3 separate regions of the Mus musculus genome follow, and all the other regions are linked to region 2. The links are chromatin contacts, called in public Hi-C and capture Hi-C maps. All regions are on one chromosome and are shown on one strand. The core of a region is the stretch at or near the end of the contact, and the rest is flanking DNA. Distances in the headings are between cores, read along the strand shown.

Region 1 (2,700 bases), core at 179-2,678, 140 kb after region 2:
CTTTCTTGATTCCTTAGTTTATTCAAACACCAACTCTCATTCTCATGGAGTCACAAGACCCAAGCAGACAGAGAACAAGGGCTTCTGGGTAGAGAAGCATGATAGTCACTGGATTAGTCCATTTAACACTATAGCAAAATACCAGAAACAAAGTATTTAATAAAGAAATTAAGTGGACTGGAGGGGTGCCTCTGTCTGTAAAGCACTTGCCTTACAAGTTCAAGGATCTAAGTTTAGATCTAGAGAACTCCTGTGAAAGCCAGATGTGGTGGTACATGCCTCTGATTCCAGTGAGGACAAGATGGGAGGTGGATTCACAGGCCAACTAGCCTAGTCTATATGGCAATGTTCCAGGCCAGTGAGAGATGCTATCTCAAACAAAAGGCAGAAGGTGTCCAGGTATCAACCCCAGAGGCTGTCCTTTGACCTCTTCATGCATGCTATACATATGGGTCCCCACACATGCGCCTGCACACAACATGTTTCATGTGCACACATGCAAATGTGTGCATGCACACACACACACATACACACACACACACACACACACACACACACACACACACACATATATATGAAAAGAGGCATTGCTTTTGTCCATAGCGGCAGAAGTCCAAACAGCACAGCACAGGCTCTGACAGGGCTCCCCAGGTACATCTCCCACGGCAGGAGTAGATGTGTATTGTGTGCATATCTCTCTGTGTCCCTTTTCCTTTCCCTATAAAGCTACCCAGATTCAATCATGGTGGTCTCATGAATACAGTACTCTTGATTGTCAACCAGAAAGAGTTTAAAATCATCTAGGAGAAAAACTTCGGAGCGTGTCTTTTTCTAGAGAGGATGGATCAACTGAGGTGGGAAAGCCCACTCTGAGTGTGGACAGCACCATCCCAGGATCTGGGATCCAGAACTGAAGAGAAGGAAGAAGCAAGCTGAACACCAGCATTCCTCTCTCTCCACTTACTGACTGTGGATGGGAACATGACCAGCTTCGTCATTCTGCCGCCAGGCCTTCCCACCATGATGGTGGTATCCCCTCTAGAACTTGAGCTAACATAGCCCTCCCTTTTTCAGTTTGTCTTTGCTGGGCATCTAGTCTCAGAAACAAGACAAGTAACTCAGGCAGGAACCTCTGTCCTAATAACTCAGCACAGTTGGACATTTCTGCTCTCAGGACTATCAACAGTAGAGTTTATATTCATATCATAATACCTGCTTGTCCTTAATGTATGGGACAGGTCACCTTTGAGTTCTCTGTAAGAGACTCTTGGATGCTAGAATGGCAGAGTCCCCAGGATCCTCAGATGGCCCACAAGTGTCACAGACAAAGTCCAGAGTGACAAGGAAACTCAGTAAAGGCAAGGTCTCCCTTGGGCTGCTCTAACTTCTGACTTTAAAGGAAGTTGCTGAGCCTGAGTCAGGAGGCCTTGCTCAGTTTCATTTCCCCATAACCTGCTAGGACATTCGGGGCACTTTCTCCTTTTATGCAAAGTCATGAGTCACAAACCAGTAACCTTAAGTGGTCTCAGGGCTTTGGTCTTTCTTCTCCAAAGGTTGAATTTTAATGCTTTTCAAACAAACATCCTTCTGCAATTCTCTTTCCTCACCAACAGATGCTTCTGTGGAAACCATTTTGCTTTCCACTGTTTCTCAACTAGGGTTAGCCCACCTCAAGTCCTAACAAGGTTACAGGGTTGGGTAGGTCAGTCTGGGCCTGTATTGCTCTCCTCTCAGTGTCCTTGTGGCTTCTGAAGGTCAGATGTGACATCCTTGGGTGGGTAGACAGAGCAAAGCCCTTCCTGCTCTGGTGTCCTGTGAACCTGCTGGTAGGGTGCATTTCTGAGTTACATGACTCCAGACCCAGCATAGCTGCCTCTCTGAGTTAGATCCACCTCCTACTTCCATCTCCAGAGTCACCAGCTTCTCCTTTGCCAGTCACAGGGTCACTCAGGACCATCGAAGTCACTTGCCAGTCAGCCAGGCTACACGTGGTCAGTAATCAGAAGTTATCTTACTGCCCTGCCCTGATGCCAACCAAGCAGGTCTTTAAAACCACTGCACAAAACTATTGTCTCCTGTAATTCTTTGGATCTGCTCTAGAATTCCTTGACAGAACAGTTCAGCTAAACATTCTAAAGAGAATCAAATGCCCCATATGCTCTGAGACCCTGGACCTTGTCTGGAAGCCTACTCTTCGTGTGACCAATCACCCAAGTCCAAATGAGATCCTGCCTGATTCCCCTCTCTGAGCTCATCTCTCCTAAAAGATAGTGTGTCCGTAATAGTAATAGTGTTTCTGCTAACAGTAACTTTTTTGTTGTTTGTAGATGATCACAGTAAAACACAAACAAGGGAAGTAGAGAGATGTCTCCATAGTCAGGAGCTCTTGCTGCTCTTGCAGAGGACCTGGGTTCAGTTCCCAGCACCCACATAGAGTGGCTCACAGTTGCCTGTATCTCCAGCTCCAGGGAGTCTAAAGCCACTGTCCTCCAAAGCAGCAATACTCAGGTGCACATTCACATTCACATACACACTCGCATATGCACACATATGATTCTTTTTCATCTTTTTCTTTTAAACTGTGAAAGATATCCACAAAAGGCTGATGCTTCCATCTTCGTTAGAAACCTGATTAAACTCTCTTCCCTGTAGGGCATTTGCAGCCTATAGGAATACTTGGCGTGCTGGACTCCAAGACCA
Region 2 (2,700 bases), core at 147-2,646:
GAGAGAAACCCAGAGACATTTCCAGTTTTGCTTTTAATCATCTCCAAGTCCTGTCTTGAATTTGGAGAGATTGGTGTTTTAAAAATATTTCCTTCTTTTAAACATGCTCTGGAGGCCACACAACAGTTTTCAAGGGGAAACACAGCACCCCTCTTTTCTTGAGGTCTCTTAGGGTGTTCTCAACCCCTTGCCGTTTCAAAGTTGTTTGCAGAATTGCTTTTGTGATTCAGAAGGGGGTCATCTGGGGACTTTGTCACAAGGCTGGGTACAGTCTGTGAGCCCCGAGTAGTTCAACAGCTTTCAGCTTAGGAACAGGCTCCAGGGCTACATGGTGTTTACCATGGTGATAACTGTGAACAGTTGAAATGTTTGGTATTTGTATTTCCAAAAAGGAAATATATCACCAAGAACAGAGCCCCAAACTAATAGGATGGTTTGTTGCACGTGTACATGTGTATGCATGCGTGCATATACGTGTGTGTGTGTGTGTGTGTGTGTACACCCACACGTGTGCATGTGTGTTGTGTGTTTTTTAAGCAAACCTCAGTGTGTCATACATACTCTCCTATACTTCCCCTCCCTTGTTCCATATGAGGGTGCCTTCTTATCTCACAGGGTTGTTTTGTTTTTTTTTTCTATAACAGAATGCCGCTGATGCTCTTTTTTCTATATGAACCCTGCATTTAATACTTATCCATAAGCAAAGGAACAGTATCTTATCTTGCAGATCCAGTCTGTGCTGAACCTTGCCAGTGTCCCACCTCTTTATTCTTAGAGTCTTTTCTTCCTTTATGATCTCCTGAAACAGACAATGACTTCAGAAGCCCGGTGCCTCTTCATTTAACAGAGGCCATCCTGTACAAAGCCACTACTGAGTTCAGACCACCACAATTTGTCTTTCTTAAAATCACATTGTTTTAGTTGTGTCTGCTTTATTCCCTGTGTGAAAGGAGAATGAACACAGATGAGTTTACTATGAGGTTTGTACCGCTATAGTCTGTGCACAAAATCATGCCAAAATTCCTTTTCTATGGGAGAGTAGCAGCCACAGAGCCAACGAGGTCCTCTCCGGCCCAGACCTAAGTATAATGCTGCCTGATACTGCCAGAGACGCTGTAGGGAAGGGGCTATCCGCCGGAACAGATTGCATGGGGAAGACTGGGCCCCTCTGGCTTAGCTGAGTACCAGGCTGACCATTTATCACTGTCAGAGAGGAAGGGGTGGGAGCGGGGAGTCGCCCGGCCACTCCTGCTCAGCTGCTGACTGACAGCTGACAGCATCATGTGCCACCTCCATGCAACCCATGTGCCATCAAGCGAGAGTGTAGCTACCTGCTTGGGCTGCTGACAGGTTCACAGAGAAGAAAGAAAAGATCAGCAGAGTGCTCTGGGCTGTCAGTGAACTGTGAACTGCCTGCTCTGCACAGTGCTGTGTGCAACCGTTAGTGGCAGCTGACTTCAGTGTGCACAGGAAGCGCTGGGTTAGGCTCCCAGGAAATAATATGGCTGGTGATTGGCGGAGAAGATGCCTCTGAGGTCTATGCACCTTAATTACATTCCAAGGACTCGACTGTGCTGTGAAGCTGTTATTTTAATATGCCCAAACTGATCTCTCTAACAACTATCAGGGAGAAAGTGAATAGCTTTGCATCAGCCATATACCAGGGCCATAAAGCAATGTGAACCAGCAAAGCCCAGACCCTACCACTCTTAGAAGACAAATATTTTTCAAAACAATATTAGAAGTATGATTTTTCTGTTTACCATGCATATTAAAATCTACATTGTGCTTTAGAAGTCATAAAACACTGAGACATGTTAGTATGGAAGGGACTGGTCTTGACTTACTCCTGTATGCTGGCATTTTCAACTGTTCCATTTACAAGGATCTCACTGAATCCTTTGGCTGAAACACAGATCTTAATCCATAAGGTAGCTTAATTTTAAATGCAGTTTATACTCTCAAGATTATCTGTTTTTCAATGTATGTAATATTGGATATGTGGGTGCCTGTGAGTTTGCAGCATGTGTGCACATGTGCCACACACATGTGCATGTAGAGGCTAGATGATGACATAGGTATGTTCTTCTATTGGTTTCCACATTGCCATTTGAGACAGACTCTGTCAGAGAACCTGCCATTCACTGATTGACTAGACTGGCTGGCCATTGTGTTCCAAGGATTTCCTGTCCCCCCTCCTCAGCACTGGTGTTACCGATGAGTGCAACCATGCTTGCTTGCTTCTTTATATAAATGCTGACCATTTGAACTCAGAGCCTTGTGCTTGGAGGGCAGGTGCTTTCCTAACTAAACTATCTCCCCTACTCCAAGGCGATCTGATTTTGATAGTCATTAGGAATTACTTGTGTTAATGGGGAGAGATTTCATGAAGTCAGGAAATTTCCATCCTACAACGTGTGCACTCCCAAGTGCAGAAGTCAGCTGCAGTGCTTCAGTGTGGTGATTATTAAAAGTATCCCCAACATGAAATGCTCTAGCTGAAAGGGATGATGATGAAATGCATTTCTTGGGGTGATGTGGTGAGCCCGGGAGCTCGGGTGCCCTGGGGGCTGCAGCAGAGCAGGGAGCTTTAAGAGCACCAGCCTGCCCTGGTGCAAGAGCTGGGGCTCATGGATATGACCAGCAGTCCTGAGGAGGGGGATGGCTGCGCGAACTGATGAAGGGTGATGACAGGGAAGA
Region 3 (2,701 bases), core at 33-2,532, 170 kb after region 2:
CCTGACCTGCCTGCAGTGACCTAAACACCCCTGAGAGCTGCAGGCGCTTCCAGTGAGGATCTCATGCCCAGCCCCCTTGCTGCATTGGTCACCTTGACCATGAGCACCTTGAAGAAGGCTTGACCCTTGAGGTCACAGAGCCTGCTGGCTGCAAAGCCCCTCTCCTTCAGCTTACAGGTGCGGTCCTGATGGCCTCAGTGCCCTCTGGGAACTTTTTAAACACTCAGATGCTGCCTGCCCTTGACTCAGAAACCCTGGAGTGGGTCCGGAGCATGTGTGTAGTGACTCTGCACACCCTGCATGTGTTCTGGGGCTTGCTCCAATGTGACAGCCACTGCATCAGCTCACTCTGCCCACCACTCCATGGGTCTGGCTTACACGCTAACCTCATCTTAGCATTCAGACAACGCTGCAGCGGCTGAGACACCTTTTAAACCCTCACAACCCACGCCTGTCACAGCCTCCTCTTCCTGTCTCTGTCCCCTTGTACACACAATGCTTCCTACCCAGAGGGCTTCGCTTCACACCGATGTCCTTGTGATGTCCACTCTGCACTAGGTTGCCTCATAACCTTGGCGTTGGTCACTTTCCACTCCTGTCAACTGTAGAGCACTCTCTCCACCATGGCCTGCTTTACATCCTTGACCGTCCTGCCCTGCCACATTTGGCAATGTGTCACTTTTCACTATTGGACAGGTCACCTGCCTGCCCAGAGCAAGGTCAACTTCTGGGGCATTGCACATGACCTCCTGTCAACCCCATGTCCAACCTTGCTTGTAAGCTGTGGAGGCCACTGGAAAAGATTACTTAATGAGGGGGACGATTAAAATAGCAAGCCACCAGGGAGCAGATCCTAGGTCCCCTGTGCTGTTTGTCAGCTGGCCAGTCTCTGCCATTCTTATCCAGGTCCTTAACTCTTCTCATCTTACTCACAGGTGGCCTGGGCAGAAGGGGAGCCAGGGCTGGAACCGATTGCCTCAGTGCCAGGCCTGCCTTCTGGTCATTTCCTGAGCCTCCTGGTCTCCCAGCAGGAAGGCCCCCTCCTTCCTCTTCTGCTCCTACATCTACCCTAGCACCTCCCCTCCCCACCCCAAGCTCATTGATTAACCTCTACGCCCCCTAGTGGTAGCCCCTTTGTTTCCACAAGACCAAGACTTATTCTCTCATCAAAAGAACAAAGCTGTTGTTTTCTAAATGACTTGGTTAGGTCATAGGCCTAGGCTCACTGATTTTAGGGCGACCTGTGGGGGTCATCTTCATGCCTTTGTCACCCCTGTCCGTTGCAGTGACCTCTGAGCTGTTCTGTATTGCCCAAAGGACAAAGTCCAATCTTCATTACATGACAAACTGGGTTCTTTGTAATCTGACTCATGGATCACAAACCCAGCTCAAACACCTGAAAGATATATGGGAGATATTGGCTTGCCCAGAAAACAAGAGAGGCTGGGTATGCTATGAACACTAATTAGAGAATGCTAACCTGCACATGGTCACATTCAATGTCAAGCTCCAGGGAAAGAGAAACAAAACAGTAGCTGGGGCTTTTGTTAGGGATGAAGCCCAAGGTCTTGTACATGCTAGGGTCTGATGCAGAATTCCACTCCCATACCCAGTACCACGGAGCTTGACTTTGACCCCATCTTCTACTAACTGCCAACCATTCCCCAAAGCGTGCCAGCCTGACTTGAGTGACCACGTTCCCACTGGCCTACGGTGATGTTCTTTGGCTTCTCTGTTCTGTTTCCTATGATTCCTATGCCTGGAACATCTCTTTCCCATCTGGATGCTTCTTCCCCGTGCTTTTAGACTCAGTCGGAAGGGCTTCTTCTTCCTGGAAGACTCTCAAGGCTCACCTAGGAAGATGGCTAGCCTGGGGCAGGGTTGCTGCTCAGGACAGCTCCCCATTTTGCCTCCTTTTTGGGAGCACCTTGACAATTCTGTTTGGAAACATCCCAAAAGGATATCCCAGGGGGCTTGCTTATGAGAAATGCTAATTGCATGAGGCTATCAGGCTATTTACATTTAGTTGCCTTCTCCTTTTAAGACTATGTTGGTGTGTGTGTGTATGTGTATGTGTTTAATTTTTTTTTCAAACCATGACAAGAAAAGAGGGTTAGGAGAAGCCAACTCTATGTCACCCTGTAGCAGTAGTTCAGCTTATCTGTCCCCCTGGAGGCTGGGCTCATAAGAATGGAAGCACTCATTCTTCTAGAGTTGCCAGATTGAATGACATGGTGATGCACCTCACCTACCTGACTCTTAATGTTGTAGACTGTGATAGCCAGCAACACACACAAGCAGACTAGAAGCAGAAGAGATGATTTCCTTTGAGATCTGGGGACCATGGCAAGGATCCCTAGAGTGCTCTGACTGTCCTGAAGACTCAGTTACCCTGGGTCTATCTGCTCCCTACCTATCGTAGGCACTGGCCTTCTTGGGATCCTAGAGGATCAGAGGTATGTCGGCATGGTTTCAGTCAGCAAGCATGAACAGATTACTACTGGGAAAGTAGGATCTAGTTAGATAGTAGCCTTTCATCTTGGGCAGTGTCTTAGTTAGGGTTTTACTGTTGGGAGCAGACACCATGACCAAGGCAAGACTTATAAGGACAGCATTTATTTGGGGCTGGCTTTCAGGTTCAGAAGCTCAGTCCATTATCATCAAGGTGGGAACATGGCAGAATCCAGGCAGACATGGTGCA

The links. Hi-C and Micro-C count contacts between places; a contact is called where the count stands out from the background. Capture Hi-C pulls out chosen DNA fragments and counts their contacts.
Region 1: a capture Hi-C map of bone marrow-derived macrophages shows a contact between it and region 2, with 8 times the contacts expected there. The contact joins two enhancer-like sites. A contact is called at or near these places in 5 of 484 Hi-C or Micro-C datasets (bone marrow-derived macrophages, cerebral cortex, embryonic stem cells and 1 more), 5 of 115 datasets of contacts at active chromatin or transcription factors (acute myeloid leukemia, bone marrow-derived macrophages, embryonic hindbrain and 2 more) and 1 of 9 other capture datasets (bone marrow-derived macrophages).
Region 3: a Hi-C map of cerebellum shows a contact between it and region 2, with 2.7 times the contacts expected there. The contact joins two enhancer-like sites. A contact is called at or near these places in 4 of 484 Hi-C or Micro-C datasets (ECoMG myeloid progenitors, cerebellum, cerebral cortex and 1 more) and 1 of 115 datasets of contacts at active chromatin or transcription factors (bone marrow-derived macrophages).

Annotation. Positions count from the first base shown.
Region 1 is chr14:64,184,804-64,187,503 of GRCm38.p6, reverse strand. All of the region lies in intron 5 of Msra (methionine sulfoxide reductase A), which reads left to right. Among named protein-coding and RNA genes, the nearest start is that of Gm52129, 13 kb to the left of the region's middle. Within about 2 kb of position 1,428, at least 74 of the 459 cell types and tissues checked have an H3K27ac peak or open chromatin away from gene starts, as enhancers often do. A contact at or near this core is called in acute myeloid leukemia, bone marrow-derived macrophages and granulocyte-monocyte progenitors, where this site is marked.
Region 2 is chr14:64,322,452-64,325,151 of GRCm38.p6, reverse strand. The region is part of intron 1 of Msra (methionine sulfoxide reductase A); the gene reads left to right. Among named protein-coding and RNA genes, the nearest start is that of Gm52131, 10 kb to the right of the region's middle. Within about 2 kb of position 1,396, at least 84 of the 459 cell types and tissues checked have an H3K27ac peak or open chromatin away from gene starts, as enhancers often do. A contact at or near this core is called in acute myeloid leukemia, bone marrow-derived macrophages, cerebellum and 1 more, where this site is marked.
Region 3 is chr14:64,157,067-64,159,767 of GRCm38.p6, reverse strand. The region is part of intron 5 of Msra (methionine sulfoxide reductase A); the gene reads left to right. Among named protein-coding and RNA genes, the nearest start is that of Gm52129, 41 kb to the left of the region's middle. Within about 2 kb of position 1,282, at least 10 of the 459 cell types and tissues checked have an H3K27ac peak or open chromatin away from gene starts, as enhancers often do. A contact at or near this core is called in cerebellum, where this site is marked.